Linked DNA regions of Sus scrofa: region 1 is linked to region 2. Evidence: chromatin contacts called from public Hi-C data. All regions are on one chromosome and are shown on one strand. The core of a region is the stretch at or near the end of the contact, and the rest is flanking DNA. Distances in the headings are between cores, read along the strand shown. Region 1 holds the start of KIAA0100 (protein KIAA0100 homolog). Region 2 holds the start of SPAG5 (sperm associated antigen 5).

Region 1 (5,982 bases), core at 2,931-5,430, 45 kb before region 2:
CTACTGGAAAGCCATGGAAGGCATCTTCATGAAGCCCAATGAGTTGTTGAAGGCAGAAGCCCACCACTCAGAGCTCTGAGTCTGGAGGCTCTGAGCCACTGTTACCGCACAGTGTTCATAGACGACTGCTGCTCCCTCACCCTTTGGATCCCTGCTACAGGTTCCCTGGTCCGTGGCCATGTCACCTCTGAGATGAAGATGCATGACAGAAAATAGTGACTGTGTTTGGAAGCTTCATCCCTTCATACTTGAATTGGTTGTTCTCCCAGACTTGGGTCAGTTCTTCCTGAGCACAGGACTTGCCACTAAAGGATCAGATGCTTTTTATTCCTATTAATAAAACAGAAACGGGGATACATCCCTCCTACCTGGGAAATTATTATTCCTCAGAATCTGGCATTATGAATTATTTAATGTATGTGACTTTTTCCTACTTTCTTTCTCCAAAATGATAAAAGAATTGCATTGTTAGTCACTGTGTTGTCATTTATGTGGTGTGCTATTTCATAATCTAATTAATCTTTGAGTCCTAAGAGTCATTGCTGTCACTCTTTTGAGATGCTGGGGACCTTTGGTGTGGGCTCTTTTGAGAGCCTTACTTGCATCCTAACTTTGTTTCTACTTTCACTCCTCCCTCAGCACCTCATCCTTATTAGACTTTTGACTAATTGTGGGTAAAGATCCTTAATAAATAGCCAATGAAATGTTTTACTTTGGATCTATTAATGTTCTTGAGAAAAAAGGGTAGAGGTAGAAAGAGGAACCAACATTTACTTGCTGCTATATACCAGGCACCATATTATAGATCTTACTTCGTTTAATCATAATAGGTATATTACTGGGTAGATACTATAGTTTTACCATTGCAGAAACAGAAAAGTTGAGTAACTGCCTGAATTCTTAAAGCTAGTAAATAATCCAAGAATAGGAATCTAGCTGTGTCTGGCGCATGTTCTTTTTCCTGCACTACAACTGTGTTTGGCTCTTGGGAGATAACTATTTTTGGAATAACGTAGGGGTATCTTTTTCTGAAAAGGTGGTTAGAAAGCTTTTTGTCCTTTGCTCACCTCATTTCTTCCCTTCCTTTGTCAGTTCCAGGAACTTTCTTCCCATGTCCTTCAAGGATGGTAGTGGTGAACAGAAGTGTCTGCCATCTGCTGGAATTTCAGTGACTAGCAGGCCTTTTTATTTTGTAGAAACGTCTGGATTTTATTTTTTTTTGTCTTTTTGCCATTTCTTGGGCCGCTCCCGCGGTATATGGAGGTTCCCAGGCTAGGGGTCAAATCGGAGCTGTAGCCACCGGCCTACGCGGGATCCGAGCCGTGTCTGCAACTACACCACAGCTCACGGCAACGCCGTGATCGTTAACCCACTGAGCAAGGGCAGGGACCGAACCCGCAACCTCATGGTTCCTAGTCGGATTCATTAATCACTGTGCCACGATGGGAACTCCTGGATTTTTTTTCTTTTTTTTGAGCCAAACCTGCGGCATATGGAAGTTTCCAGGCTAGGGGTCAAATTGGGGCTACAGTTCCTGGTCTGCGCCACAGCCACAGGAATGCGGGATCTGAGCTGTATCTGTGACCTACACCACAGCTCATGGCACTCCCGGATCCTTAGCCCACTGAGCAAGGCCAGGGATTGAACCCATGTCCTCATGTATACTAGTCAGGTTCGTTAACTGCTATGCCTCGAAGGGAACTACTGGACTTTTTTTTTTTTTTAATCCTTATTTGCTTTAGGGAGATAATGCTGAACATTTGGAGATACTGGATCGTGTCACACATGGCCCCATAACATTAAAGGACTTGCTCTCTCTTTTTTCTTTTTGCCACACCCATGACACGTGGAAGTTCCCAGGCCAGGGATCAAACCTGTACCACAGCAGCAACCCAGGGAGTTCTCACTGGGGCTCAGCAAAACGAATCTGACTAGTATCCAAGAGGACTCAGGTTCGATCCCTGGTCTTGCTCAGTGGGTTAAGGATCTGGTGTTGTGGCTGTGGTTAGGCTGGCAGCTGCAGCTCCAATTTGACCCCTAGCCTGGGAACTTAATGTGCCATGGGTGCAGCCCTAAAAAGCCACCCTCCCCCAAAACAAACCAGCAACTCAAGCTGCTTCAGGGACAATGCTGGATCCTTAACCTGCTAAGTCACTAGAGAACTCTTAAGACCCGCTCTCATTTACAAGAACGTGTCTTAGTAAGCTGAGGTCTCAAACTAGTTGAGCTCATTCTGCCCGCTTCCCCCTTATTCTACTTCGGTTGCATCGATCCCTTGAGATCACTCCAGAATGTAAACATAATGAAAGCAACATTTCATGCTAATGAGATAGTTGGGAGTTGGGTGGTAATAGCCTAGGGAGAAAGAAGGCAAGTGATAGAAACATCTGAGTAAAGAGAACAACTTGCACAACATGAATGACAGTAGGGAGATGTGTTGTAGTTACCCCTTCTAGCTTGGTCAGAGTTTTCACTAAGTTATTACATCTTCCCTGAAAGTTCACAGACAGCGTATATCTTGAGGCTGCAGATTACAAGGATGATCGTGGAACTATAGTTGAGAGTTAAGTATGAACTTGAAAAAAACAGTGGCAGAGCCCTTGGGGAAATGTGAAATGACCAATGAGAGGACTTGGTAAGGAAGGAAACCTGTTGGGAGGGTAAAAGCAACTCTGGGTAACCTAGGTGAAAGTTGAAATGGGGCTTTATCTGAAGGAGTGGGAAAGAAAGTCCCCAAGTGAAATCCTGAAGGAGTTTATGGAGATGAGGATGTCAGAGCAAAGGGATATGAGGTATTTATTTTTAAATCCTTAGAATTTCTTTAGCTTGTACTGTGTTAGCATCACTGCACTAGAGTTGGAAGGAACATTTGTCCTGTTGCATTTCACAGAGAAACAGGTAAAATAAAGTTGACTGAATTCTCTATTTCACATAATGATGTTTGCTTTCCAGATAAATTGTTCCCAAAGGGCAAGAACATATATAGATAGTTCTTAGATAGTTCTTGTGGAAGATATGTACAATATGTACACACACACACACACACAAGCTTTTTTTTTTTTTTTTTTTTTTTGGTCTTACCTGCAGCAGGAGGAAATTCCTGGGTCAGGGATCAAACCCACGCCACAGCAATGACCTGGGCAGCTACAGTGACAATACCAGATCCTTAACCCACCGTGCCACAGAGGAATTCCAAGTACAATATTCTTTACTTTTTTTTTTGTCTTTTTGTTATTTCTTTGGGCCGCTTCCGCGGCATATGGAGGTTCCCAGGCTAGGGGTCGAATTGGAGCTGTAGCCACCAGCCTACGCCAGAGCCACAGCAACACGGGATCCGAGCCGCGTCTGCGACCTACACTACAGCTCACGGCAACGCCGTGATCGTTAACCCACTGAGCAAGGCAGGGACCGAACCCACAACCTCATGGTTCCTAGTCGGATTCGTTAACCACTGCGCCACGACGGGAACTCCTATTCTTTACTTCTGTAATACCACTCCAGCGCAGTGCTTTGACTGCTGTTGACAGTAGAAAACTGAAAACTGCAAGGAAAGGTCCAGAATGGTGCTGCCCACACAGCAGCACAATACATATTAACTAGAACATTTGAACAGTAAATGAGTTAAAAATTCATTCTGTTGTGAATGGAATGAGGTGGGACTTTTGAGGCCTTTTAATTACCCCTTGGTTTCCTCAATGATGTTCGGATAAGGCTCTGGAATAAGACAGGATAAGTACTTCGTATGACCCAGGGGTATAACTGGGGCATTAGCCTCAGTCCAGGCCCTAAGTGGCCACGCAGACTCTATACAACTACTCTGGGAAACGCTTTGAGAGAGGATCTCCCCGCAGTGAAGCGATCCATCCGGGTCCTCTGACATCCTGGGAGCGAGCCTAGGCCCGGGCGAGCCTAGGCCCTGGCGAGTAAACCCGGTTCCGCTTTTCCGGGTCCAGAAGGGTGCGCCTGAGGCGGGGCCTGTGTGTCAATCGGCTTGAGGGCCGCTCCCAGTGCGCTCCTTCCGGAGCCACGCCTACACTTCGCGCTAGCAGCCGGTTGGCCCCACTGGATCGCGGGCGCCGGGCGGGCGGGGCCGAAAGACAGCTGGCAGGCTGGCTGGCTGCGGGAGGGGGCGGGGCGCACTCGCGCCAACGCTTCCTCCCCCCGCGCTGTCCCTGCGCTTGTTGCTGGTCGGCCCGTGGCGGCCCAGCTTGGAGCCGGCGGGGGCTGCCCCGGCAGGGCGGGGGCCAGAGCCGGGCCGGGCCGGGGCCGGAATGCCCCTGTTCTTCTCCGCGCTCTTGGCCTTGCTGTTGGTTGCGCTCATCGCCCTCTTCCTAGGCCGGTGAGGGGATCCCAGCTACAGCGGGGGAGGGGACAGTGGGAAGGGAAGGAAGAGAGGCTGAGGAGGGGGCGCGCGCAGGAAAGAAGCGGGCGGGAGGGGGAAGGGGCTAGAGGTGGGGAGATGGAGAGGGGGAGGGGCCGAGGAGGGGGCTAGCGACTAGGAAAGGGATCGAGCGGGGGCGTACGACCGGAGCTGTCTCGGAAGAACCGGGAGTGGGGGGGAGAACAAGCAAGCGGACGAGGCCTGAGGAGATGCTACGATTGGGAGGAGGATGGAGGTGTGAGTGAGGACGGGGCTCGGCTTTTCTTTTTCCATTCACTCGCCTCTGAACGTCCTCTTCCGCGAGCGCGAAGGGCACCTGCAACCTGCCCTGGGGAGCAGGAACAGGTCTGGCTGCCCAGGGAGAGCGGCATTTGAGTCGGCTGGGTGTGACCCCACAGTGCCTTCTCGCGGACACCTGTCTGGAAGGCGAAGGAGACCCTTTGGGGTGATGTGATGGGCACATCTGGCAGGGGTGCTTGTCCTTCGACTTCTCTTGGGAGTCTTCTCTCTATCTCTGGGGTTCCTAAGGATTTGAGGGATTGCTTTCTTTGTCTCCAACTTAGAAGGTGCAGTTTAGTTCGTCTGATTTCATCTGGGTGGAGGGGACACTCCAGGGCTGGGGTCCTGATCTGCGCGGATGAATGTATATGACAGAATGGTGTTTTGGAAGACAGGAGAGCTGCCCAGAAGATTCAGCTACAAATCATGGTCCTTTGGAAGGTGTTCTAGGGCCAGCAGGGGGTGAGGGAGGCCATAATTGGGAGAGGGTCCTATGAACTCATAAGGATTTTTCTGCAGGTGGCTTGTGGTCCGGTTGGCCACCAGTTGGTGTCAGCGGAAGCTGAAGGCGGAACTAAAGATTGGCTCCTTTTTTTGGATACAGAATGTTAGTCTTAAATTTCAGCAGCACCAGCAAACAGTGGTGAGAGTCCTGGGAAACTCCCTGGGTAGTATGTGGGGTTGATCCAAATGAATTTCAACTTTTGATTTCCTTTTTTAAGAATTGTAGTGGCTCTCTCTCCTAGTTAACGCAGCCTTGCACCCCTTTGCCAAGATGATCTTAGAGCTAGTTTGGGAATACTGGAATTGATGCAAGTGGTTCTGTTAAAAATGCTTATAAGGCGCAGAGTGTCGAGGGCATGTAAGAAAGATAACAGAAGCACAGAACAAAGATAATGGGAAGTAGAAGAGCTTAATTTAAGAGTGGAAACAGGGCAGCATATTCGTAAAAGAGAAATACTAAGCAAGTTCAGTCCATGTCATTGTGAGGAACAGGCTATCACACTGAGGAGAGAAGCTGGTAGAAATAGTAATGGAGAGTATTTAGTGGAGAGCTATTGCACTTCCTCCTGTTCTTAAAACATTTCCTCGAGTTCCTGCTGTGGCTCAACAGAAATGAATCTGACTAGGAACCATGAGGTGGTGGGTTTGATCCCTGGCCTCGCTCAGTGAGTTAAGGATCTGGCATTGCCGTGAGCCGTGGTGTAGCTTGCAGACGCAGCTCGGATCTGACGTGGCTGTGGCTGTGGTGTAGGCCGGCAGCTGTAGCTCCAATTCGACCCCCTAGCCTGGGAACCTCCATATGCCGCAGGGGCAGCCCT
Region 2 (6,569 bases), core at 1,913-4,412:
CAACACCAGGTCCTTAACCCACTAAGCAAGGCTATGCATTGTCACAGAGACAACAATGGATCCTTAACCCACTGAGCCACAACAGGAACTCCAAAAAGAATTTTTTATATACAACCTGAAGTGACATATAGAGGGAGGACCATGTGAATATACAGGGAGAAGATAGACATCTACAAGCCAATGAAAGCAGCCTCAGAAGAAACTAACCCTGTTGACATCTTGATCTTAAACTTCTAGCTTCCAAAATTTTGAGGAAATAAATTTCTGTTGTTTAAGCCATCCAGTCTGTGGTACTTTGTTATGGCAGTCCTAGCAAACATACAGCCCCTATGAAGAGTTCTAATAGATTAATCAGGAATGATTATTTTATTTACAAAAAAGCATGCCACCTTTTCCCCTGTAGGTTGGCTTTCCTTAAATTCTGAGATACATCATTATTTCATATTCCATTGGCCTCTCCATGGGTTTTGCTGATTTATGGAGCCCCACTGATTAGCAGCTGTCATACTGTCTCCTTTGTCTACTGCTTTCTCATACACAGTAGCAAAGCTAAAAATTCCAGTTTTACTCTTGAGTTCACTCAGAACCACCTTGTGGATACTTCTCAGAGGTACTACTTTGAATTAATAATTAGATTTTTACAAATTAATACTTTAGTATGTCTTTGCATTGTATTGTTTCACTTGCTACAACAGGAATCTCTTGTTTTTTTTTTATAATTTGAAAAACACCAAATTAAAAATGCAGAACAACCTCAAATTAATTCTGCTTATGTTGCCTATTTACAATAGTATTTTCCCTCTCTTCCTACCCCTCCATATCCCTCCTGATTTGCTGCTGGAAGCACCATCTCCCTTTGGCTACTCACCTGGCATCTGACATACCAGCAAGGACTAAGCATTCCAAGTCACACTTCCTATAATACAAGCATTTACTAATTTACTACCAGAACTTGAGAGTTTTCTATCTTGTTTTTACTGCCATTTTCACCCTTATTTTATTTGCTGGATTTTTTTTTTTTTTTTATCTTTTTGACTTTTTTAGGGCCGCATCCACAGCATATGGAGGTTCCCAGGCTAAGGGTATAATCAGAACTGTAGCCGCCGGCCTACACCACAGCCACTGAACCTGCAACCTCATGGTTACTAGTCGGGTTCGTTAACCACCGAGCCACAACGGGAACGCCTGCTGGATCTTTTGATTGACCAGAAGTACACATACCATGGGATTCCCTCTGCTGAGTTTTTCAGAATCCCAGGCTCAAGTTTGTGTTTTTTGCTTTCTTCGTTTTTTGTTTTGGCCACCCCTGGCATATGGAGTTCCTGGGCCAGGGATTAGATTGAGCCACAGTTTTGACCTATGCCACAGCTGCAGCAACACTGGATCTTTACGCTGTGCTGGGCTGGGGATCAAACCTGTGACCCAGTGCTCCAAAGAGGCTGCCAATCCCGTTGCTCCACAGTGGGAACTCCATCATCATGTTTGTGTTCCTATGTTGTCTTTTTCTCAGTTTTCCATTCAAATAACTGCTATCTACTGCCTTTGGGCTGGACTATCATATTTCTGGAGCAGTGTTGTCCAATAGAAATAATGTAAGCATCCTAAGTAAAACCTGCTAGTAGTCACATTAAAAATTAGGTAAAAAGAAACATATTAATTTTAATGTATTTTATTTACCCCAATATATTTAAAATATCATTTCAACATGCAATCAGTATTTTAAAATATTTTACTTTTTTTTTCATACAAAGTCTTCAAAATCCAGTTTGTATCTTATACCTATAACACATCCCAATTTGACTAGCCACATTTGAAGTGCTCACTTAGCCACATGTGGCTAGTGGCTAAGGTATTAGACAACACAGTTCTAGAGAAGCCCATCCCCTGAAAGCCCTGCAGTCCAAAGCATTGTAGTTTTTCTTTTCTGGGTTATTGCCTTTTCCAAATTCATGACTTCAGAGTGTAAATAAGGTGCCATGAGTGTTCAAAGGAACATACTTTACCACAAACTATAACTGAATACTTACTTTTAGGCTGTTTCCAAACATCTACCTCACCTCCAGTAGCTTATTTCCCATATGGGGGAATTCGAGCTGACTGTAGAATGTAGTAGTCCGTAGTGTGGGTTCCAATTTTGACTCTGCCATTTACTACCTGTGGAGCATTGGGCAAATGACATTATCTGTGAGTCAGTTTCCACCTCTGCTAAATGGAGATATTTACGGTAACTACTTCATAAGCCTTTATGGGGAGTTAAGATATAAAAGGCATTTGTCCAGAGCTCCAGTCCTGGCTCAGCCTTAACGAACCCAAACAGTATCCATGAGGACACAGGTTCTATCCCTGGGTTCAGGATCTGGCATTGTCATAGCTGTGGTGTAGGTTGCAGACGCCACTCGGATCCTGCATGGCTGTGGCTGTGGTGTATAGGCTGGCAGCTGTAGCTCCGATTTGACCCCTAGCTTGGGAACCTCCATATGCCACCGAACTTGCATATGCAGCGAATGCGGCCCTAAAACCAAAAAAAGCAAACAAAAAATAAAAGGCGTTTGGAAGAGTAGCAGGTGTCTAATAAATGTTCAATACCTGCGAGCTATCATTGTTCCAGTCAACTTGTTGCGGGCCCTGAGTTAAGTCCCAAGAAAACACCAGAAATTCTGAAGAGGTTAAATGACAGCGTTGGCTGAGAACCACGTCTCAGGCCATCACGGACTCAGGGCCTATGTGCGGACGCCACTGCCTCAGTGAAAAAGACTCCACTCACCTTCCCTTCTAGACCCCAGGCCGGTCCCTGCCGGTGGAGACTGAGGTAACTGAGGTAAAGCTGAGGAGAGACTTCCCAAGGCCAGGCCACGGAGACAACTTTTCGGACAGGGTGTGAGGGTGGCCTACTGGAAGAAGAGGGATGGAGTCTTTGACTGGCCAGCTACCTCGGTACCCTCCTTCCAGCGAGGCCGAAAGATCTACCCAGCGCCTGACGTGCCTCGCTCCTACTGCCCGCGTCTGGACTTGGGGGCTCCGCCCACAGAGTGCGCGAGCTCGGAGAGCCGGTGGGGCGGGGCCAATGCAGACCCCGCCCCCGCACTCTGGGCTCGAGCTTGGAGCGGGCGCGTCCGCCTGACGCACTGAGGCCTCGCAGCCAATCGGGAAGCGCAGAGCAGGTTCAAATAAAGACGGCGGGTGATCATGGCGTCGCCTCTTGCCTCTTAGAGGTAATTGCCCTGCGTTTTGTGTTGAAGATGTGGCGGGTGAAAAAATTGAGCCTTAGCCTATCGCCTTCGCCCCAACCGGTAAGCAGGAGGGCATCATGGACAGAGAGAGCTGGGCTGGGGTTTCGGGGCGGGGGCGGCGGCGCTGGCAGTGCCAAGCGTCTTGGAAACCTGGTCGAGCCTGGAGGCTGGGGTAGGGGGGCGTGAGTCTTCTGCTGGTCCTGATGTTGAAGATTGAGGTTGGAGTCTACTCTTACTGCCGGTGAGCTTCTTGGGGAGGGAAGAGAACTTCTTAGGGCGGGCTGATAGCACCCAGGCTTTCTCACATTCTCTCTTCTTTCTTAGGGAAAACCAGCTATGAGAACGCCTCTCCGAGAACTTACGTTGCAGCCGGGTGCCCTCACCAGTTCTGAAAAAGGGCCCCCGATAGGCCACTCGCCGACCCCGTCGCTGTGCAAGCTGGGGCTGCAGGTGAGATTCCCCTGGACAGCTTCTCGACTGGGCTCATTGCCGAGGCCGAGAGCTCAGAGGAACAGAGGACCAGGGCTGGAACGTAATTAACAATGATAATGAAGTTTTCTACCTCGGTGACATCCATTTACAGCTATTCAGGCCAACAGAGAGGTGCCCTAGGGTGGTTAAAGGAAATCCACTGAGAACCCTCACCTCTATTTAGCTGTTCGTTTTTACCACCCTCCTCCCCCTGTTCAGTCTTTACCAAAATGATTGTATGAGAAATACAGTCACTTTGATTAGTGGTCTCCCTCCTATAGGGACTCACTTATGGAGAAGTCAGTCGGTTGCAAGGATGAGGCAGTGTCCATTCATTCTAAGAGGTGTCAAAACTCCCCTGGGATCAGGTTTCACCACTGGAAGGCAGGGTACTCGGACTGTCCTAGTTTAAACTAGCCCCTTGTAGAATTGCCCTCACTGAGTGGCACTTTTATGAAAGGTCTTGAGAGATATAGCCATGTAGAAAATGCTTTTCAGTTTAAATAATGAGGATTGACTGTATACATTTTTCTGCATGTTGCATTTCTCATTTAACAATGTGGTTTAAATCCATGTCAACTGATGTAGAACTAATTCGTAAGATACTGTGTAGAAATAGCATGGAAAAAAGTGAATGTGTGTATGTGTGGCAGGGTCACTTGGCTGTACAGCAGAGATTGAAGGAACATTGTAAATCAACTGTACTTCAATAAAAAAGATACTATGATATGCATGAATTATAATTTATTCATAAATAGTCATTTATGTTTCCAATTTTTTTTGCTTCTGCAAACAATGCTAACATAATTATCTTTGTGTTGATATATTTATTTATTTTTGTTGTTTTGTTTTCCTTTTTTAAATAAATTTTTAACTGTTTTACAATGTTCTGTCAATTTCTGCTGCATAGCAAAGTGACCCAGCTATATATCCATATAATTGTTTTTTTCACATTATCCTCTATCATGTTCCATCACAAGTGATCAGATGTAGTTCCCTGTGCTATACAGCAGAATCTCCTTGCATATTGAATTTTTTTATTTCAATAAGATACAATTTCAGGAGTAGGATTATTGACTTCAAGGAAAGATATATGTATATACTTTTTGGCCAAGCCCAGGGCATGCAGAAGTTCCCAGGCCAGGGATCAAACCCACACCACAGCAGTGGCAACACTGGATCCTTAACCCCTAGGTCACCAGGGAACTCTGAAGGAAAGATATTTTAAATTTTAATAATTTTTTTCAGATTGCTGTCTAAAAGAGCTTGTACAGGAGTTTGCTGGTGGCTCTGTGGGTTAAGTATCTGGTATTCTCATTGCTGTAGTTCAGGTCACTGCTGTGGCATGGGTTCAGTCCCTGACTTGGGAACTTCTGCATGCCATTGGCACAGGCAAAAAAATAATATATATTTTGTATATACACGCACACAGGTATACACACACGTATATACACACATAGCTATTATAATTTATATTTTCTCCAGCATTACATGAAGATATCCATTTTCCCACATCACCTCTTACAGAAGTTGTTAGAGAGCTTTAAAATTTTAGCCAGTCTGATGTAGTATCTCATTAATTTGCATTTTTCTACTAGTGAGTATATCTCTTATATGCGTGTTGGTTATTTGGATTTTCTCTTTTGTGAAATGCTTATTTACCTTATTTGTTCATCTTTCTATTGGGTTATAACTCTCTTTTTTTTTTTTGGCCTTGCCCATGGCATTTGGAAGTTCCTAGGCCAGGAAACTTGGCCTGAACCCACGCCACAGCAGCAACCCAAGCTGCAGCAGTGACAATGCCTGGTCCTTAACCTGTTGAGCCATAGAGGAACTCCCTACTAGTCTATAATTTTCTTTTGATTTTTACCTTTAATCAGAGGTTATCTAGGAGGGGTTCTTAATTTCCAGATGCTTAAAAACCATTTTTTGTCACCTTTAAAAATTTATTTCTCGCATTATAATCAGACCGTAATGTATTGTTTTTGTAGCCAAGCATAGGATGATTTTTTTCTGAGTGTTCAATAAACATATGAAAAAAAAAGCATATTTACTATTCAAAGGGTGTCACATTCTATTATATACATCAACAGATAGTGAATTACTCTGTCTTTGCTGCATGTTTTTTAGTCTGCCAGATCTGTTTTGTGTTGTCCTTGTCTAATTTTGGTTGGCCTTTTAAAAGGAGTTAAGAAGTGTTCACTTGAATTTTTTGGAAGAGCTTGAGATAAATAAATATTAAATCTCCTTTAAATGTTTGGTAGAATTCAACCTGTGAAATGATCTTGGCCTTGACTTTTGTGTTTTGGAAAGCTTTTTCAATCTCCTTATTAGTGATTGGTCTAGTCAGATTTTCTATTCATGATTCAGCCTTAGAGGGGTGTATGATTCTAAGAATTTATCTATTTCTTCTAGGTTGTTCACTTTGTTGTTACATGGCTATTCATAGTGTTGAATTTTGAAAGAGATATATAAAAGTGATTTTTAAAAATTGTGGTAAGGAGTTCCCACTGTGGCGCAGTGGGATGAGTCTTGGGAGCACTGGGACACAGGTTCAATCCCTCATCCAGCACAGTGGGTTAGGGATCTGGCATAGCTGCAGCTATGGTTTAGGTAACAACTGCAGCTCATATCTGATCCCTGGCCCAGGAACTCCACATACATATTTGGTGGGGTGGGCAAAAAAGATTTAAAAAATATGGCAAACTACATGTGACGCAGTTCCCATTGTGGCTCAGTGGTTAAGGAATTTGACTAGGAACTGTGAGGTTGTGGGTTTGATCCCTGGCCTCGGTCAGTGGGTTAAGGATCCGGTGTTGCCGTGAGCTGTGGTGTAGGTCGCAGGCTTGGCTCGGATCTGTGTTGCTG

What was found. Hi-C and Micro-C count contacts between places; a contact is called where the count stands out from the background.
Region 1: a Hi-C map of skeletal muscle shows a contact between it and region 2, with 8 times the contacts expected there. The contact joins the promoter of KIAA0100 here to the promoter of SPAG5 in region 2. A contact is called at or near these places in 5 of 47 Hi-C or Micro-C datasets (embryonic fibroblasts, epiblast stem cells, heart right ventricle and 2 more).

What each region holds. Positions count from the first base shown.
Region 1 is chr12:44,891,666-44,897,647 of Sscrofa11.1, reverse strand. It overlaps KIAA0100 (protein KIAA0100 homolog), which reads left to right and starts at 4,180. Exons shown (of 43, transcript XM_003131765.5): 1 at 4,180-4,339; 2 at 5,180-5,303. The coding sequence starts at 4,272. SDF2 (stromal cell-derived factor 2) reads left to right here. Exons shown (of 3, transcript XM_003358183.4): 3 at 1-711. The coding sequence ends at 79.
Region 2 is chr12:44,845,120-44,851,688 of Sscrofa11.1, reverse strand. SPAG5 (sperm associated antigen 5) reads left to right here and starts at 3,162. Exons shown (of 26, transcript NM_001159311.1): 1 at 3,162-3,290; 2 at 3,555-3,680. The coding sequence starts at 3,240. LOC102158363 (a long non-coding RNA gene) reads right to left here and starts at 3,047. Exons shown (of 4, transcript XR_299253.3): 1 at 2,765-3,047; 2 at 2,028-2,154.